2 separate regions of the Mus musculus genome follow, and region 1 is linked to region 2. The links are chromatin contacts, called in public HiChIP or PLAC-seq maps. All regions are on one chromosome and are shown on one strand. The core of a region is the stretch at or near the end of the contact, and the rest is flanking DNA. Distances in the headings are between cores, read along the strand shown.

Evidence for each region. HiChIP or PLAC-seq counts read pairs in DNA pulled down with a chosen protein or histone mark.
Region 1: an H3K27ac HiChIP or PLAC-seq map of neural progenitor cells shows a contact between it and region 2, with 2.7 times the contacts expected there. The contact joins the promoter of Sorcs1 here to the enhancer-like site in region 2. A contact is called at or near these places in 5 of 484 Hi-C or Micro-C datasets (Sertoli cells, cerebral cortex, cortical glia and 2 more), 3 of 115 datasets of contacts at active chromatin or transcription factors (embryonic fibroblasts, embryonic stem cells and neural progenitor cells) and 1 of 9 other capture datasets (adipose tissue).

Annotation. Positions count from the first base shown.
Region 1 is chr19:50,676,011-50,680,229 of GRCm38.p6, reverse strand. It overlaps Sorcs1 (sortilin-related VPS10 domain containing receptor 1), which reads left to right and starts at 1,584. Exons shown (of 26, transcript NM_021377.3): 1 at 1,584-2,319. The coding sequence starts at 1,762. It overlaps Gm26629 (predicted gene, 26629), which reads right to left and starts at 2,825. Exons shown (of 8, transcript NR_166832.1): 1 at 2,714-2,825.
Region 2 is chr19:50,614,665-50,619,070 of GRCm38.p6, reverse strand. The region is part of intron 1 of Sorcs1 (sortilin-related VPS10 domain containing receptor 1); the gene reads left to right. Among named protein-coding and RNA genes, the nearest start is that of Gm26629, 61 kb to the left of the region's middle. Within about 2 kb of position 2,175, at least 10 of the 459 cell types and tissues checked have an H3K27ac peak or open chromatin away from gene starts, as enhancers often do. A contact at or near this core is called in cortical glia, neural progenitor cells and neural stem cells, where this site is marked.

The sequences.
Region 1 (4,219 bases), core at 335-2,834, 62 kb before region 2:
TCACATCTCCCCGGAATAGATTTTTATCATAAAGTTGTTCCTCTGGAGTATCATCAGGAAGGTTTCATTAACTGAAGATTAATTATCACTGTGTATTACTTTCAAGTGGGGCTCATCACAAACTTTGAATTTTGTAGAGTAAGATGATGATTCCAAGTGCAAAACTGAACAAAAATCAAACTGCACACGGGAATTAACACTATTTCATAACATCTGTTCATTCAATCCATAAACATTCCTTCAATAATTTTATAATTCTCATGTGCTCAAGAGGACATTATTTGGTGCGTGGAAATGGTAAAGAGATGCGATGGCATTTAAACCTTGGCATCAACTAACAATTTGAAAAAGGCCTGGCTTTAGATGAACTGCAATTTCCAAAGCGCTCCCACCTACTATAAATCATTACCTCAATTTCTGAGTAGAGGCAGGGGATCTTGGGTGGATTGATATTATAATCACATAATTACAGAATTTTAGGGTCACAAAGGATTTTAAAGGTCATGTATTGCAACCACTTAATTTAATATTTGGGAAGCACAATTACCTGAAGGTCCCACAGCAAACACTTTCAAGCGCGGGCTTGCTGGGGGGGGGGGGATCTGAATGCATGTGTTAGCAACCCTGAGCTAGACACCAGTGATGCCAGAAGAATACAACACATTTCCTCTATTTGTTGATATACAGATCTATAACAAACTCACAACACATACTCATCAAGCCAATCACTTACATTTGCTACCATTCAGTGCACTGTTACCAAACACAGAGAATAATACGGCAAACAGGTCACTTCGGAGTCTCCCTTCTCTCAAGGAGCTTATGGTCTCTTAAGGACAGTTGCCAAGATGTATATAACTACAAAATACTTGGGGAATCTTAACTTTAATTGTGTTGTCAACTGTGAGTGCTTTCAATACTGGAGAGTGCTTAAAAAGACCTGAAATCTAGGAGGAATCACAGAGGAGAGAAAATCTCACCAACTATATATATATATACACACACACATAGACTGAGCAGGACACACACACACACACACACACACACACACACACACACACACACACAGTTTATTGCACCACTCTCTGCTGCCTTCTGAGATCTTCTCCAGGCCTGGGCACACAAAGTAAGGACTACATGCCAACTCACCCAGTTTAAGAGGGAGAGCAAGAGCCCACTCATCTTCTAAACTGGAAAAGACCAGAAAAAGAGAAAAGGGGAGAAACAACCACAGAGAGAAGGGAAAACAGGAATAGGAAACCCTTCACAGCGCCTGCTCCGGGAGCCTGGGGCTGCTCGCCCCAAGAGGAAGGGTGCTTGCTCGGGCTGCTTGCGGGGACTCGGCGCGCCTTGGGGAGGGTAGGCGACAGCGCAGCCCGCGCCCGCAGCCCTGGACACAGCGCAGCTCGGAGACGGGACGCAGTGCCCCGGAGCCCCGGCAGAGCCCGCCCTCCCTCCCGCGTCGCCAGCCGGCGCGCGGCGCCCTCTCCGCCCGTGACTTCAGTTCGGCTCCACCCCCGCGCGGCGGCGGCGGCGGCGGTGGCTCGCAGCTCCGTCCCAACCCGCGCGCTCCGCACAAGCCCAGCCTGGGCGAGCGGCAGGCACCTGCCCGGCGCCGCCTCCGCGCGCCCCGCCGCCGCCCAGCCCAACTTGGATGGAGTTGTGGTCCTGAGCGCACGCCCTGCCGCCGTCAGCCTGTAGCCTCGCTCCGCTGCCTGCCTTCGGTCCGGGACCCCCTCTCCGCTTCTCTACGCTCCAGAGATGGGAAAAGTTGGCGCTGGAGACGGCTCCTCGGCCGGGCTGAGCGCGCTCCTTGCAGGAGCGGGGCTTCTGATGCTCTTAGCCCCCGGCGTCTGCAGCAGCCTCTCTTGCTGCCCTCCGCAGCACCCTAGCTCGACCCCACGCCGGACCCTTACCCCAAGAGGCTTTCCTCACCCGGGACCTCTGGGTCGGGCTCCTGCCACGCCCCCGCCCCTCTTCATGAGACCCCTGTTCGCAGTGGCCCCCGGGGACCGTGCGCTGTTTCTGGAGCGAGCTGGGGGCAGCAGGGTGTCAGTGGCGACCGCTGCACGCTCTGGCCGTAGGAGACGGAGTGGAACGGAACCCGAGAAGATTGAACCCGGAGAGGGTGCGAGTCGGAGCCGCCGGGACATGCTAAAGGATGGAGGGCAGCAGGGGCTTGGGACTGGCGCACGGGACCCGGACAAAGCCACCCGCTTCCGGATGGAGGAGCTGAGACTGACCAGCACCACATTTGCTCTGACAGGAGACTCAGCACACAACCAAGCTATGGTCCACTGGTCTGGCCACAACAGCAGCGTGAGTAGAATGGAACTGGGGGCAAAGGGGCGAGAGAAGGAAAGGGTTACCTTTCACTGTAAGAGCTGGCGGAGAATTGGGGGCGGAGGGGGGGGGGGCAAAGAGGTTTCTTTCTTGGGAGATGCTGCACAGTGAAGTCTTCCCAGCTAGCCTCCCCCAAGAGTTAATGGTGCCTACTAGGGTGCCCCCACCGCCACCTTCAGAGTGTTCTCCAGATCAAAAGGTTCAAATTGGAACGGACCAGGCAGATCTTTTTTATTTCTTCAATGGCACTGGAGAGTAGAACTGAAGACCAAATATGGGGGTTGTATGTGCGTTAAAGTATTTTTAATGAAGATCTGAAAGGGTTAAATCTCCAAGCCCACTGAAATCCCCTGAAGGGACATTTCCTTACCTGATAGACTGATGGAGCACACGGAGAAGTCGCCTCTGTGGGCTTTTTATTTTATTTTTATACAGAGCTCCTAGCCCCTTGTTCTACCCCGGAGAAGGCAAACTGCAGTACGATATAAGGTGCCCTTTGGTATTAGAAATCTATTTGGGAACCAAACGGATGCAAGTTTCAGTGCAGAGGCTCCCCAGCATCTCCTGACAGCATTAGCAAGTGCATCTTGAGAGCCAGGCTTTTCTAGCCCATGAAAGGGCAGTTGTTCTCTGGCATGGTCAGCCTGGGGAAGATCAGATAGATAGATCCCAGTGACAACAACTCCCTGTTTTCCCACCGACTGACCTCCTCTAGGGAGGAGCTGAAATAAAGATTTGAGTTACCCTTTATTAGGAAGACAGGGACGAGATTTCAGGCCCTGGGAGAAGATTTAGGGTGCAAGTCACTGGTTCTGTCAGGAGCTTCCGATTTTCAGAGGAGCCTGAATGTTTGAAATGTGAGGAAGCTACCCAGTTTAGCCCAAACCTAGAAACTTCAATGCGCTGAAATAGTAACGAACCAGCTTTGATGGTAATAACTGAAGACGATTTTAAAAGCGTGTAAAGTTCTCTAGGCTGCCGTGCCATGAAGCCGATAAGAAAAGTTAGAGGTTTATAAAACGGGGATTAGGAGTGGGGGAAGGGTCTCAGCTAGACCTTCCGCTGATGGAGTTGTGTCTGTAATGTGTACAGTCGATGCAACATGGTACCTTTGAAAATGTTGCCAGGAAGCTTGCCAACAAGTGCCACTTCACTGAGCTGTGTTCACTGTTGGGTTTTTAATGGGAGTTGAAACTGTTTTAAAATATACTGTGTCATGCATTAGGCGGTGTAGTCTACCCTCTACTGAGGACAGCCCCTGATTTCTAGCTAACACAGCCTTCATGAGGGGCTGCTGCTGCCGGAGGTTCTCAGAAATCCTTTTAAGCAAAATCTAAAGTTGAAATTATTTCTATTCAAGTTCTGGGCACTCTTGTCGTGGTGTATTATGTTAACCATATCTTTTGTATCATAGTTACTAAACTGAACCATTTAATTTTAACTTGAATCTTCCTATACTGATTAATAAACTCTGGCTCCATTAGGTGATTAACCCAGAGCTCTGGCTTCAGGAGGAGATTTTATTTGAATGCATCAAATGTGTTAGGTCTTGTTGTATTAAGAAAAAGAAAAAAAAAGATAAAACTTTGGACGCAAAATAGTTCTGGCTTTTAACGTAATTCAAGTTGTAAAATATACCTCACCCATTAGACCTCTACTTTGGTTCATCTCTTAAAAAGATCTTGGAAAGAGAGTATATCCTTGGCAAATTTTAACCTCCATTTAGAAATGGCGCCAAGCACTGCCAGATTTTTTTTTTTTTTTTGTGCACAAGAGCAGAATGGAGCTTACTAGAGTTGGGGTTTAGGGCAGGAATATGAATCTAAAAAAAATGTAGGAAATAATGAAGATGGTGAGTGTTAAAGGTCTGAACATT
Region 2 (4,406 bases), core at 926-3,425:
CCTATTTCATTGTTCCTTAGGTCTTACCATAAACAGAGCTACTCCATTTCCTACGCATTAAACTCTCTCTAGTTTTCCATAAACCAGAAAGCAAACAGCAGCCAGAATGGCTGCCATCCTTGTTCCAGACAGGAAAACACCACCGTACTACCAGAGACCTTGTGTTGATGCTGAGCCACAAATAAAAGCTACCCTTTGGACTCTGTTTTCTCAAGGTTATGTGCTGGGCACTTTTCATGTGTATCTTAATTGTGTTTATCAGTTCTGAGTTTTATAGGTAAAATAGTGAATGCAACTACTGCCATTGCAACCAGAACACAAAGTTTTGGAGACATGTGTAGAAAACAACAATAAAAACTGAAATGATTTAGGAAAAATAAAAAATTTTTTGTTGAGACAATTACACAGCTGTCATTAAATGAGAAACTCTAGCATTTAAAGGGGAACTGTCCGAGGCTAGAGAAATGTGTTTACAGACTTACAGGAGATCTTATTTAATATTTCTTTTATGTCCCCCTTTCTTATTTTTAATTTTCCCATATCTTCACAAGAAATGACAGCCTTATCCCTTGTTTAAGTACTTGGTGGCCCTTCATACGGAAAGGTACTATAATCTTCCAGTTTTTTAAATTAAGCTCATTGCCTATAATTTCATAACCACAGCTGCAGAAGGATGAATGTCTAGAACCTTTGAAATGGGATTCAAGTGCTATATGTGTGTCCTTATACATGCACTCATGGGCAATCAGTTCTATTTGGGAAGGAGTTAGTGGGTATTCGAGGATGTCAAACGCCCAGTACTGCTATTTAAGAAGTAATGAGCTCGAGCAATAAGATCTGTCAAGGTCTTTGCATTGTACCACATTGCCTTTTCAGTTCATTAAATCATCTTTCTCTAGAAAAAAATTACTCATTATGGTTCAAGGATAAAAGCTATTTAATAAGTACAGACTGGCTAGTGTCCATATAAGATGGCATGTTTGTATAACAAAATATGGCCTGCTGCAAGCTTCCAATAACCCTTTATAGATGAGGAGCTAGCCACCCTAGTGGTGGCATGTTAAATGTAGTGGCCTTTTTCATTTTGGCAGCGAACAGTTACATGGCTTCATCAAAGATCAGGCTAAGACTGACTTAAAGTACAAAAGATTAAACCATGGAAGAATAAGGACAACCTCCAAATATTATAACCCTCTGGCTAGTGTTTTATTTCCCTGTATTTCATAATATTTTTTGAGTGGAATTGAATAATACAACAAATTGCAGAATTCCAAACCAATTGGAGAGAACACTTCACAACCAGCATCCATTTTGACTGCATTGGAAAATACAAATGTGCAAGATACAGAATCTGCAGCCCCCCCACCCCCACACCCTGTGCTTTCTCCAGTAAGCCACACCCCCAGCTGAATCTTTAAAAAAAAAATGGTCTAAGAGCATACCAGTATCTGTGGCAAAGTCAGATATTGAACATGATGAATGGGCGCTTATCTGAATACTGATTCATGCTCTTTGACTCTTCAATGTCTTCTATGGTTTGATAACTTTGCTCTCTGACGAGCAAAAGCACCCAAGATAAGAATCTCAGAATATCCCTACAATTTAAGCTGCTTTCTATAAACTTCTTTCAGTTATTAAAAACCTAACATCTTAGTGAGTTTGTCTAGGAGAAGGCTATCCCCCCGAGAATCCATGTGTGGAATGAAGTGCGTCACCTGCTCACACAGAAGCTCTGAGAAGTATCTTAACTGTGCATCTCTGTGCTCTCCCTTGCGACTGGCAGTGGCCATGGCTGGGTTTCTCAGTGTGTGTTAGGACTTCTGTGTGAGTTGTGAGCCTGGCAGGTATTATACTTAGCTGTGATTATGCAGACGATTCTTTGCTGTGAAAGTCCTCTTCCCAGTGAGCACAGGCTTCGCAAATCCTTATTTTGACAGCATTTGTGGAAGTGCTTTGGGCTCTAAGTCACTTCCAGCCTCTGGACTACTTTATTCAGCAACATTCTTCTTCTGCACAATAGGCCTTAGAAATCTGTTTGGTAATAGGGAGAAGGCCTTGGTTTGTTTTATTGTCAAATTCCAATTGCTTTGTGAGTGACTGTAAAATACAGAGCTGATGTCTGTGCTGGGTTTCGGTGGCATAATACAAAATGCTTATTGTCGGTGCCTCTTGAGAACAGCATTGCATAGCTGGAAAAGAGAATTCTGTTTATACTCCCAGAGTGTTCAGCCAAGTAGGATCTTCAAAGTCTTATCTTAATTGCGTGACATACTTTTGGGTGCCACTGAACTTCTGTGTTTCCCAAGCTGGGAAATGGAGAAAATGCACTTGGGATCTTGTTTTTGTTGTCCTATTTCTCTTCAAAAGAGCCCTTAGCATTTATTCTCTCCCACGTTTCCCTATAGTCATAGTGCATGGCCCTCACTGTAACCTCTAATGAGGATGGTGTTTGATAAGAAATGAATTATGTAAGAGCTTTAAAAAAAATGAAGCACTGTGTAAGGTGTCCAGAAAAACAAAACAAAACAAAACAAAACAAAACAAAACAAAAACAAAAACAAGTGACTAAATGTGCTTTGACCAGGTTTCTGGTGCTTTACAAACCAACCTCAATACTGCTTGTGGAATGATCATGACCTCAATTCTATTATAAGACACCCCCACTCAGTCACCTCAGTCACTGTATGCTGATTCTCCAGCCTGTCGTTCCCTTGTGGTTACCTAAAGCTGGTGTCTGGGCTTCCTTAGATTTTGGTGATAGTTTTAGAGTTTCTTGAGATCTGATGTTTTTTAAAGTCTAAGAGCAGAAAGCATGTTAAACTTGAATCTCTATCTGTGTGTGTGTGTGTGTGTGTGTGTGTGTGTGTGTGTGTGTGTGTGTGTGTGTGTGCGTGCGCGCGTGCACTCGTGTGCACATGCTCTACCTCTTTCTGTCTCTGTGCACTATACCACTCCCACCCGTATTTCTTCAAGTTTAAGTAAACGTGGTTATTTACCTCTTATACTACAAGAATTTTTGTGGACTTGGATCTCTTCAACAAAGCAAAACCTTTGAGGTCCTCATACCATCCAAACTGTCACTGTGATGTAATGTGAATTCCACAGGCTGAGCTTCTAAACTTTTCATTCCTTGGCATTCATATGTGGTAGATAGCAGATCTTCAATAAGCGTGGAATGAAGAGTCTCATAGGCTATGGATTCTAGAATTCTTCAGAAAGTGGCATAGATTTGAAAGCCTTATTTCTACTTAGAGAATCCCAGTTTTTGAAAACAGAAGTGTTCCGATTTTTGTAGCATTTACTTTCTATCGGTGGAGCAGGAAGTGATTTAATAAATATGTCAAACTGGACATTGTTGTGCTTATATTTGCAACAATTATATTTACATTCAAAAATTTCAAATTCTTTTACACTAAAATAGTTCAGTACTTTCTATGTCGGTCTCTCATTCCTTGTTCACACTTCTTCCTTTCTTCCCATCTCTTTCCATGTATATACTTATATTTACATGCTAATATTTTGGTCACTATACACAGTGTGCCTTAATTGAAACTTTGTCTTTAGATTGACAAACAGAATTGGATTTATTCTTTTAAAAATGATTTCCCCCTACTCTGGCCACTGAGTATGTTTCAGAAAAAAATTTCTTACAGTTTTAACTGTATTCAATTTAAAAGTTTCTCTTACTCTGAGTATTAGAAAACTTACCATAATCATGGATGGCTGTTCAACATCTTTCTTATGCTACACCTGGAAAGCCAAGCCAAGAGGCCACACATGGCTCATCAAGTCAAGCCAGTGAGCCCTCTCTAACCAGAATCTAGATCTGATGGCACAGAGCTCATTATTCCACTCCAAGGTTTTATGTTGAAATACTTATTTCTAATTTGAATTTGTTCTCTCTCTCTCTCTCTCTCTCTCTCTCTCTCTCTCTCTCTCTCTCTCTCTCTCTCTCTCTCTCTCTCTCTCTCTCTCCCTGTCTCTCACTCTCTCTCTCCCCCTTTCTCTCTCCCTCACTGCCCCCTCCAAAGATGTGTAGATGTTTTATGAACCAGAAAAGTTTGCATTTTGAGTATCTCTGGCTTATGTGAGAGGCTGCAGAGGGGAATCACTGCAGGTGTGCACCGTGTCTTGGATTCCTTTGATGGACTGAGTCTACAAATTCTTAAAATGCTTTAGCGCCCTGATGACAAGAGGGAGAACACAGTACAGATCACATCTGCCCCTTCTGTACGTGAGGTGCTTGTATCTTAGTACTAAAAGGTATAGATTTAAAATACACTCATCAAAATAGAAATTAGAATGCCACTCAAAGAAAAATTTAGCAATTGAAAGTGAAGTAAAATCACTTGAAAATATATTTGAACAAAGAAACACTGGAGAAAAGTTGGTGTCTCACTTGCAGT